3 separate regions of the Rattus norvegicus genome follow, and all the other regions are linked to region 2. The links are chromatin contacts, called in public Hi-C maps. All regions are on one chromosome and are shown on one strand. The core of a region is the stretch at or near the end of the contact, and the rest is flanking DNA. Distances in the headings are between cores, read along the strand shown.

The links. Hi-C and Micro-C count contacts between places; a contact is called where the count stands out from the background.
Region 1: a contact with region 2 is called in a Hi-C map of the A7r5 cell line, with 7 times the contacts expected there. The contact joins the promoter of Tamm41 here to the promoter of Tsen2 in region 2. A contact is called at or near these places in 4 of 12 Hi-C or Micro-C datasets (the A7r5 cell line, Schwann cells, frontal cortex and 1 more) and 1 of 1 datasets of contacts at active chromatin or transcription factors (oligodendrocytes).
Region 3: a contact with region 2 is called in a Hi-C map of the A7r5 cell line, with 3 times the contacts expected there. The contact joins the enhancer-like site here to the promoter of Tsen2 in region 2. A contact is called at or near these places in 7 of 12 Hi-C or Micro-C datasets (the A7r5 cell line, frontal cortex, kidney and 3 more).

What each region holds. Positions count from the first base shown.
Region 1 is chr4:149,774,907-149,778,244 of GRCr8, forward strand. It overlaps Tamm41 (TAM41 mitochondrial translocator assembly and maintenance homolog), which reads right to left and starts at 1,463. Exons shown (of 8, transcript NM_001108642.1): 1 at 1,238-1,463. The coding sequence starts at 1,372.
Region 2 is chr4:150,273,501-150,276,846 of GRCr8, forward strand. Tsen2 (tRNA splicing endonuclease subunit 2) reads left to right here and starts at 1,982. Exons shown (of 12, transcript NM_001014057.2): 1 at 1,982-2,017.
Region 3 is chr4:150,005,458-150,008,996 of GRCr8, forward strand. All of the region lies in intron 10 of Syn2 (synapsin II), which reads left to right. Among named protein-coding and RNA genes, the nearest start is that of Timp4, 22 kb to the left of the region's middle. Within about 2 kb of position 1,559, at least 10 of the 93 cell types and tissues checked have an H3K27ac peak or open chromatin away from gene starts, as enhancers often do. A contact at or near this core is called in the A7r5 cell line, where this site is marked.

The DNA.
Region 1 (3,338 bases), core at 213-2,712, 500 kb before region 2:
ATCTGTACAGATGTACGAGTCTACATGTTTGCAGGTCAGAGGCTCTCTTACCACCTGGAGCTTGCCAAGTATGCTGGGAGCCAGTAAGGCCCAGGGATCCACCCATTCTTGTCTCCTGAAGGCAGGGGTTACAAGTGGGTACCACAATGCCTTGTTGAGGGTGATTGTAAAAAAATTATGATAATGTATATGAAGAAACCGGACAACTTACAATCTCTTGTGTGCCCATGACCCGTACTTTCCCATTTGCAGCCAAGGTAGAGAAAATAGGAAGGATGCAGAAGAAATTCAAGAAACACCAGGAGGTGAATTTTAACTGGAAAAAAGATCTGGCCAGGAGCTAGACCCAGGATGCCCTATGCTATCTGTACAGTGATTTCTGCAGACCACACTGAGACTTGTATACTCAGTCAACTCTGGAGTTGCAAGGCTCACTCCCACCTAGACTCCTGTTCAATGTGTTGAGCTGAATAAATGTGCTACCTGCCTGGGCCCTATACCCAGACCATCAACTTCTTGAAGCCCACGATCATTCCATATTTTCTCCTTATTTTTAGATGGGATTTTTCAAAGCTGGTTTCGAATTAGTCACGTGGGATATTACACACTGATAAAGTCCTAGGCTAATGAAATGAATCCCTGTAGACAAAACAGTCTTCCTTTTTTCTAAAAAGCTCTGGAAAACTCCAATGTCAAAGGCTGAAAACACTTGTTTTTCCCTTCCCACCACTCCTCTGCAATGCTACCACATCTTCCTCATGGCTCCCGACTTAGATTGATGGAGATGACTACTCATCCCTTACTTATCCTATCAGCTCAGGCCGGTGAAGGACCAGCATATAGTGTCACTTCCTGCCAAACCAGATAAACTGAGTTCAACCTCATGACCCACGTGGTGCAAGGAGAGAAACAACTCCTTCAAGTCGTCTTGTGACCTTCAAGTGTGCGCAGCGGTGCACGTGCGCTTGCTACATAACCACTAAGTAAAAGTAAACATATAGGTTTGCCTGGCCTTTAATTCCAGGACTGTGAGTTCGAGGCCAGCCTTCAGTCAACCCTGACAAGGAAAATCCAAATTCAGCTCACACTGAGGGACACTTTGGTAGTATGAACACTTTACTAGTTGGCTCTTGGCGTGTCCGGGGCTCCGCAGGGATGGAAGGCACACGGGGACCGGCGAGGGTGAACAGGTGCCAGACATGGGACTGGTCGAGGAAAGAGGGGGCCTCGGACTCACCTCCTGGTGTGCACTGGGTCCTGCCTGGCGATACACCGCAGAGCCGTAGGCGAAGGCCAAACTCAGGTCCTCCGGGAAGTGAGCCAGAATCCTGCGCAGGCCCACGCCCGAGCTGTGCAGCGCCTGCAGCGCCATGGGCGGGCTGGCCCGCCAGTAGGACAGAGGGTGCTGTGCGGACCCTGTGCTCGCAATTCTCGGTCGTGCGGACCGCGCTTCCGCCCGGCCCCGCCCCTCCACGCACGCGCGCTTCAGAGCGGCAGCTGGCGACCTGCAGGGAGGCCGAGGCTCTGTGGCGCCCTCTAGCCAGCGGAGGAGCACACTGCATGCCCATCCTAAGACAACCTGCTATAGACAACAACACAGCCTTGCAAATCTTTTGTAGCTCTCAAACCACAAATGGTTATTAAACCATTTAATTAATTACATTAATTAAATCATCCGTATATTGAAGGTTTTTCTTGTTTTTTTTTTGAGATAGAGTTTCTCTGTGTATCCCTGGCTGTCTGAGAACTCCCTCTGTAGACCAGACTGGCCCCAAAGCGTAAGATTTTTTTTTCCAGACAGGGTTTCACTGTGCAACAGCTCTAGAATTTGCTAGGTAGACCAGGCTGGCCTCGAACTCACAGTCATCCGCCTACCTCTGTCTCCAAGAATGAAAGCATGAACTATCTCATTCTCAACATTGTGCAACTGTCACCTGTAGCACCAAGTTGTAGGAGAATTTGAAGATTTAGAAAAACAAAACAAAACAAAGTAAAACATGCCTGCCCAAGGAACTGTGATTGCTAGAAACTGGCCATGGCTTCTTCATGTTAAAAGTCCCTTCCAAGTCTGATAATAAGTAAAATGCCCCACAAAAGGAAACATATTGAATAAACATTCCTTTTATATTTTCTCTCGATTTTAGGATCAGAGAAGATTCCTTGCCCCATTAGGGATGGCCTCACCAAGGACCCTTTAATTTCCATTCCTCTTCTGGAGAAAATGGGATTCTGAGGTAGAAGATATCAAAGATTTCTTTTACACAGTGAGAGAAACGTGCTCAAGATGGCAGAGGCCTTCAGGAGATGGTTGAGCTCCCAGACTCTTTGAAGCTGTGCTTTCTTCTCTAACTTGTACTGCCTCTCAAAGATCAGCACCACCACCTGCAGTCCCAGCTACTTATGCGGCTATAACCAGGAGGGTGGTGAGTTCTAGGCAAGCTTTGGCAAGTTTGAGGTTGGATTGGGATACTATGAAAGATCCCGCTCTAAAACAAAAACAACAAACTGCTAGGGCTGATGGTGTGGCTCAGTGCTTAGGGCTGAGTGTTGTGGCTCAGTGCTAGGGAGATTGCCTAGTACTCACAAAGCCCTGGGTTCCATCCCAGCACAACAAATGACAACATACCATGGTCGGAGCTGTGGCTCAATGATAAGTCCCCAGCACTCACAACCATCTGTAACTCCAGAAGGTCTGATGCCCTCTAGTGAGCTCCAAGGGCACCAGGCACACATGTGACATACATACATACATACATACATACATACATACACACATACATACATACATACATGCAGATGATCCCTTATACACATAAAAATTGTTTTTAAATCTTAAAACAACAACCAACCTACTACTAAGAGGCCAGGAGGAGGGCCCCGCTAGGAAAGTGCTTAACCCATGCAAGCCTGAAGACCTCAGCTTGGGTCACCAGCACCACCTAAAGCCAGGCATAGTGGCTCAAGTCTGCCATCCCCAAACTCCTACAGTAAGATGGAAGGCAGAAACGGGAGAGTAGCTTGAGGGTACACGCTGAAGGACTCCAAGAGACCCTGTCTCAAACCTACACTGGAGGTCCTCTGACCTTCATGTGTGAGCTGTGGTACTTCTGCATGCATGAGTATATATATACAGACACAGACAGACAGAGAGAGACAGATACACACACACAGAGACAGAGACAGAGAGAGACAGATACACACACACACAGAGACAGAGACAGAGAGACAGATACACACACACACACAGAGACAGAGACAGACAGAGAGAGACAGATACACACACACAGAGACAGAGAGAGACAGAGAGAGACACATACACACACACACACACACACACA
Region 2 (3,346 bases), core at 732-3,231:
CTTCTGCCTCCCGAGTGCTGGGATTAACAGTGTGTGAGAACACGGCTCCACTTCATGTTGTTCTTTCAAGGGATAAGCAAGGGTCTCAATCTATTGCCCAGTCTTGAACTTCCAGCCTCAAAAGATGCTAGGCCCTCGGCTTCCCTAGTAATTATAACTATAAATACATACCGCCATGCCTAGGTAGGGGTTATTTTCAAATACTCCAACAAGGAAATCAAAGTTGAGATATGAGGAACACGAAAGAAACAAGAGAGCAAAGGTTGGAAGTTTAAGAAATACTTTTTCACTTTCTTTTGTTCATTTTTATGGACCCCAGGCATTTGCATGCTAGGCAATTGCTCTACCACTAATTCATACCCCAGCCTAGGAGGAAAAAAGAAAAAAGAAAGACAGGATCTCACTATATAGTCTTGGCTGATCTGGAACTTGTTATGTAGACCAGGCTGGCCTTCAATTCATAGAGGTCTGGCTGCTTCTCCTTACCAAGCACTAGGATTAAAGGCGCTCACCACACGCCTGACAGAATTTGGTTTCTTTAGATATTTTTTTTTAAGATTTATTTATTTTACATACGTGAGTACACTGTCGCTGTCTTCAGACACACTGGAAGAGGGCATCGGAAGATCCCATTACAGATGGTTATGAGCCACCATGTGGTTGCTGGGACTTGAACTCAGGACCTCTGGAAGAACAGTCAGTGCTCCTAACAACTGAGCCATCTCTCCAGCCTGTCTGTATTCTTTGTTTTACATTTTGTTGCTGTGGCTATTGTTGTTGTTATCTTTTGTGTGTTCTTAAACAGTTTCATATACGGTATATCTTGATGACAGCCATCCCCAGCTCTCCTCTCCCACCCCACTATTCGCCCACACATCCCTGCCTATCTTCCTTCCCCTTGCCTTTTATCTTTTCAGTCATCCATCAGATGCAATTAATACTGCTGGCTAGAACTTTAACTGATCCTTCGGCCTTGATCTTGACTAAGGCTTATGTAGGTAACCAAGCCCTCTGTGAGTTCATGAATGCTATGGGCTCTGTCATGTCCAGAAGACAGCATCCTCCCATCCTCTGGTTCTGGCCTTCTTTCTGCACCATTCCCTTCTCAATGTTTCCTCAGCCTGGGGCAGGCAAGGGTTAATGTAGAGATTTCCGCTTAAGACTGAGCACTTGGCAGTCACTAGTCAGCATTTTGATTGTTACTGAGTCACCACTGCCCTCTGCAGAGAAAAGCCTCTCTGGACGTGGTGAAAGCAGCACTAATCTGTATGTGGGTATAACCAAAATATTTGGAAGTAGCTGGATCTCTTCATTTAACAAGACAATAGTAATTGGGTTCTCCTTAAGGTCTTTGACACAGGCTTCTGGTCCTGAGACACAGGCTTCTGGTTAAGTTTACAACACCAAGCATGAATTCCCTCCGACAAACAGACCTCAGATCCACTCACTTAAATGTTGGTTGCCTCTGAACCTTCACACCATTATTACACCAGTGGGTACATCTTCCTTTATAGCATTCAGGGTTCATTACTCTGAATAAAATCTCCTATCACACTGAGGTCAAGGGCAGTCTTTTAGGACAAGTCGCTTCATATCTCATCTCTAAAAAAAATGAACCTTGTGTTGGAACCTCCAGGCAGTGAGCACTTTTAATCCCAGCACTGGAGATGCAAAGGCATCTTGAACTCCGTGAGCTTGTCTGGGCTAGTGAGCTCCAAGCAAACCAAGGCTGTACAGTGAGAACTACATAAAAAAAAAAAAAAAAAAAGTAAAGAGAAAAATGTGGGAATGCTATGAGGATTAAGGCGGGGGAAAGGCCCCTTAGCCTTATTCGTTAGATTTAGCTGGGGGATGGGGCGGAAGGTACTGTCAGAAGTGCTGTGCGCAAGCGTGCTGTGCTAGGACGCAGCCGGTCGTTTTGCGGCTACGCGCAGCTGGTTTTGCGGCCGCGCTGCTTGACGGCTACAGTACCGCCTCCAGGTTGCCGGGTAACCGTGGGCGCGCGTGGCCGGGTAAGGTAAGACTGACGGGAAGTCTGGAGCCGGCCGGTCTCTAGTGTTCTGTGTCCAGCGTGTGAACCGCTTCAGGCGTGAGTGGGGTGGGGGCTGGCTGTCACTCAAGCGTGCTGAGCACAGCTTCCTGATGGCTGCCGAGCATTTCGCTCTCAGTGACAGATGCCATCTGTCCCAGACCCAGGCTGGTCTGCCTTGGCCCTCAGCCCTGAACCTCAGCTCTGGAGCTGTGCAGGGGGAAACACAGATGCAAGTGTGTTTTCAAATGATGAGGAGCCCACGAGGGCTGGGACGGGACTCAGTTGGCAGCGTTTTTCTGTCCCCAGCACTGCGCCAAACCAAGCGTGCGACTGCCCACCTGTAATCCCAACTTCAGGAGGCAGAGGCAACAGTATCAGCTGTTTTTAAAGCTATCCTCAGCTACGTATCAAGTTTGAAGCCAGCTTGGGCTACGTGTGGCCTCATCTCAAACAAACAAACAAACAAACAAACAAACAAAATGATAAGAGAACTCGGGTGAGTTTTGCCATAAGAGAGACTTCTTTGACACCCGATCCCAAGAGTGTTGGGAAATTATACGGATCCACCTTTTCCTGTATGGTTTGTGCTTCGATTGACACTTAGAGGAGTATATAAAAGGGGTTAGGTTGACCATTGTGTGTGACGGTTCATGTCTTTAACCGCAGCACATGGGAGGCTGGGGCAGAAAGATCATAGTGAGTTTAAAGCTAGCCAAAGCTACATAGCAAGATCAAGTGTCAGCAAAACCAAAAATTTTAAATGATTATTAGGCTAGCAGGTTGGGGGAAAAATAAAGGATGGGCCTTGCTTTTGATGGACAGAAATGTGCTTTGTGGTGCTTTGATGTCAAGCATGGCCAGGTTTCTTAACAATCTTTGCAGATACATTCAGCCTGGCCCCCCAAGTCCCTTCTCACTTATACAGTGAGGATAAGAGCAGTGCCTGGGCTGGGACTGTGGCTCCTTTGATAGAGCATTTTCTTTGAATGAGCGGGGCCCTGGGTTCAATCCCCAGCACTGGGAAAAGAAGCAAGTGAAAGCCTATATATTTAGTCCTCCAGACTACTGTTCTGGTCTGCTCTACCCTATACATACATACCTGCATGTATGTATTGCACTATGACAGGTGACAGTTGAGTGCTTGGTTATCTGATCCCCTGCAGCTAGAGTTGTAGGTGGATATAAGCCACCATGTGCATGTTGGGAATTGAACCTGTGTCTTAACTACTAAGCCTCTCTCCATCCCCGTGCATGGGTATCTTTGACACTCACTTGTCAGTTGTTCTAACTTTACTTCCTTGGTCCATGTTTCCC
Region 3 (3,539 bases), core at 309-2,808, 270 kb before region 2:
TGGTAGAGCGCTTACCTAGGAAGCGCAAGGCCCTGGGTTCGGTCCCCAGCTCCGAAAAAAAGAACCAAAAAAAAAACAAACAAAAAAAAACTACTATATGCACAAGACGATGGGAAGCTATTTAGCAATATATATTCTCCATTGATACATGCAGTTCATACACTGTAGATTTACTTTTATTTAAATAAAAACAATGATGTTGTCTTATATCATTCACTGACTAGGACTTTACATTTTATAAAGCTCATTTGATGTTTTTAACCCTTGTGTGAGATATGGGACTTGTAACTCTATATGTGCTCCCATATCAGGAAAGACAATGAAGATGACCTCTCTAGAGTCACCTGGCTGCTATGGAGAGCTAGGTCTTCTGACCCCCAGCTCAGGAGGGTCTGTAATACCGTGCACCAGGGGTTTTTGGTGTGCCTGTAAGGGGAAAGGAAAGAAAGGGAGACCTGGGCACTTGTGGTACCTTATGAGAAAACTTGCTCTCCTCCCTCAATAGCCAGATGCTCGACCTATCACTTCACCAGCTGCTTCACGGGACATTCATCTCCCCTGCCCCCTGGCTTCTTTGATTGCTAAAGCCCCACAGACCCAGCAGAGCAGGATATTAATTAGCCTAGCTGGCCTCTATGGGTAGCAGCATGCTCTCCTCACCGAGTCCCTCAAACCCCATTCCTGCAGGATATCTCTGTTCAGCCCAGCAGCCCTGAGGCTTTTCTTGCCTCAAGACTGCACTGCTAATAAGAAGGGCTTATCTCTCACCTCAGTCATCCAAAGAACTCAAAAATGCACAAAGAATTAGTGGAAGCCTGGAGCCAGAGGAGCCAGCAGAACTCATCTGCCTGTGACAACTTGTATCCCTATACAGTATCTCTGGCCAGAGTTTTTCAATGTGCTGGTTGAAGAGCTCTCACGGTGGCACAATCATTGTTACCGAGGCTACCACTGACATGATTGACACTAACTGTGGTGCTGCCAGGGTCACATCAGCATTTAATCTTTGTAGTCTGACCATTTGGGGAAACCGAGCCGCAGAGATGTAACTTGTCAAGCGCATAAAGAAAGAATTTCCAGTCTCTCAACCCCCTTTCTCTTCAGAGATCCTGCCAGTGCACCCCTTCAAAGAGGTGCCAACTACTTTCTAATGAGGCTTGAACAAGCAAGAATGGAGGGTTCCCCTCCCTCATTAAGACACAAATGCACCTTCAACCACATTAGTTTTGGCAGTGGCATCTGTCTGACAGCCACTTGCAGCCATTCCATAAGCTCAGGATTTCACAGGGCTTCGTTTTGGAGGCCATTAAAAGGCTGTTTTCCTCTTCCCTGTTTGTGTGCAGCTGGCCACAGGTGCTGCACTAAACATTCTTACCTGTTTGAGTCAACAAGCTTCCTGAGAGAAACTGCTACTCAGGCTGACCACGGGTTCCTGCCTCGGGCTGGCTATATGCCAAATTTTGGCAGTGACGCCAGAGTGGCCAGACTTCTGTGGAATTCAGTATCCCAGGAGGCTCTTGGTGACTGGAGACAGATCCCGTGGTAGCCAAACCCCATAGGGAATAAGTCCTCAGCCTCTAGCAGACAGCAGGCTTGTGGGAGGAGCCAGATTGTCTCAGCCTGGCAAGGGACAGTCCTAGGGGACTCTCCTCCTGGCTTCCCGCACCCCCTGAGAAGTCTTCCATCTACAACCTCAGTGGAACCAGGGACAGGAGAAGCTCTTTAGGCACTATCAAGGGTAGCCAAGGCACATTCCCAGGCTCTAGCTCTGAGGACTGCCTCTGGGGCCTCTCTCCCCAAAGCCTTGGGAAGGGCACTTTGAGACTCATTTTATCCCTGAATGTCTCACGTGTGTATTTCTGTGACGGAGGAGAACCAGGGTCAGTATTCATGGTGAGTGCCTTCTGTGAGGCCTGAGGGACAGGACTGGCAGGAACCAGTCTAGGCACTTCACGGGCTTGCCTTGTGCTGCCTGATGCCTGAGATTCTGTTTTAGAAAAGAGACTAACCAATAAGGTTGGGACCAGAAGGCATGCACACTTTAAGGACATATGGGCAGCTGAAGGCTAGAGAGCTTCATTCCAACATTGCTGGAGCAATTGGGAATCTTGGTAAAGCAGCATCTACCACATACGGCCATTGTTAGATATAAACGGGTGGTCACATAAAGGGCCTGTGTATGTGGGACACTGTAAACACTCAAGGAATTTCCAGAGAAATTAAGTGGCACACCTAGGGAGGTTTGAAAGGGTGACAGTGTCCATGGGGAACAAAGATGGGAGAGATGAGTTGGAAGGATTAGGAAACTATAGTTTAAGCAAAAACCGATAGATGCTTAAGCAAATCAGGTAACTAGCAGATGGTGCCAGGAGGGAGGAACTGAGGAGCCCCGATGCAGGAGTGGCTTAGGTGGCCACCAACTAGCTTAATGCTTAATGAGCGTGTGTCTCGATGTCAGAGCTCAGGGCAGGTCTTCTGAAACCAGTTAGAGTGCTTGGGAGAAAGGGATGTTCTGTTGTTGAAGGTGGTTGTCAGGTAAGATGGGCTGCCCTGCTGTGTGATACTAAGAACACAACAAAGACCAGGCCTGCTAGTGTCCAAACTTCCGTACAGTTGGAGTCATGTTATTAGTGAATGACTGAGTACTGGGAAGAGAACACTTCTACTTCAAGGGTATTTGAGCTAAAAAGTGGCCATGGGGAGCAGGGGGAGAGACATGGCCAGACTTAGCCATGGGGGAAGTGGGGAGCAGGGAGGAAACTGCACTGATGTGGGAATAGGACTTGGAGCCTTATCTTCAGGGGTGAGTGTTGAAAGGGAAGTGACTGAAGGCACATTTAGCCCACTTCGAAGCCCTGCTTGGGAAGGCACACTCTGACATCACCATCGGCCCACTTGGCACACTGGCTTTAGAGGATGTTTCCGGCACACTGAAGACAAACTCCTAACGTGAACTGCCTGAAACACAAGTGTGAGACAAACGGAGTCACATGCATCTTTGATCCTGTCAGGACATAATCAGAATCCCAGCTGGGAGGAGAGGAAGCGTAGGAGTGGAGCCATGCCGTCAGGCAGACTACAACTCTGCGATTTGAGACAGCAAAACAACGTGGCCTTGAGCACTTTACCAGTATTAGCATCTTACCCTTGCTCAGGTCCCTCTCTCAGGCAGTACAGTCGGACCCCCTAGTAAACCCTGAACTGAGCCCACCCTACAGTTCATCCCGATTAGAAAGGAGGCATATACAAGCTTACACAGCTACCCCACCCTACCCCAGACCTCATTACCACCCCTCCCTGAGATCCACAGGCAGCCCAGTTGCTTTCCTTTCAGAAGCTGGGTACAGAGTAAGTACAAACCTGAATATTGGGCTATGTGGGGTGACAACAAAGCACAGACTTAAAGTTCCAGATAAAGTAAGTCTTCAGTGAGCAAAATGGAAGAGGCTTGAGGAGGCCTTGGACATCCATCAGTAATTCCAAGCCCCACATTGCCAACTCAAGACCAGCAACAGCCCAGAGACTGAGGGTCCTTGGTG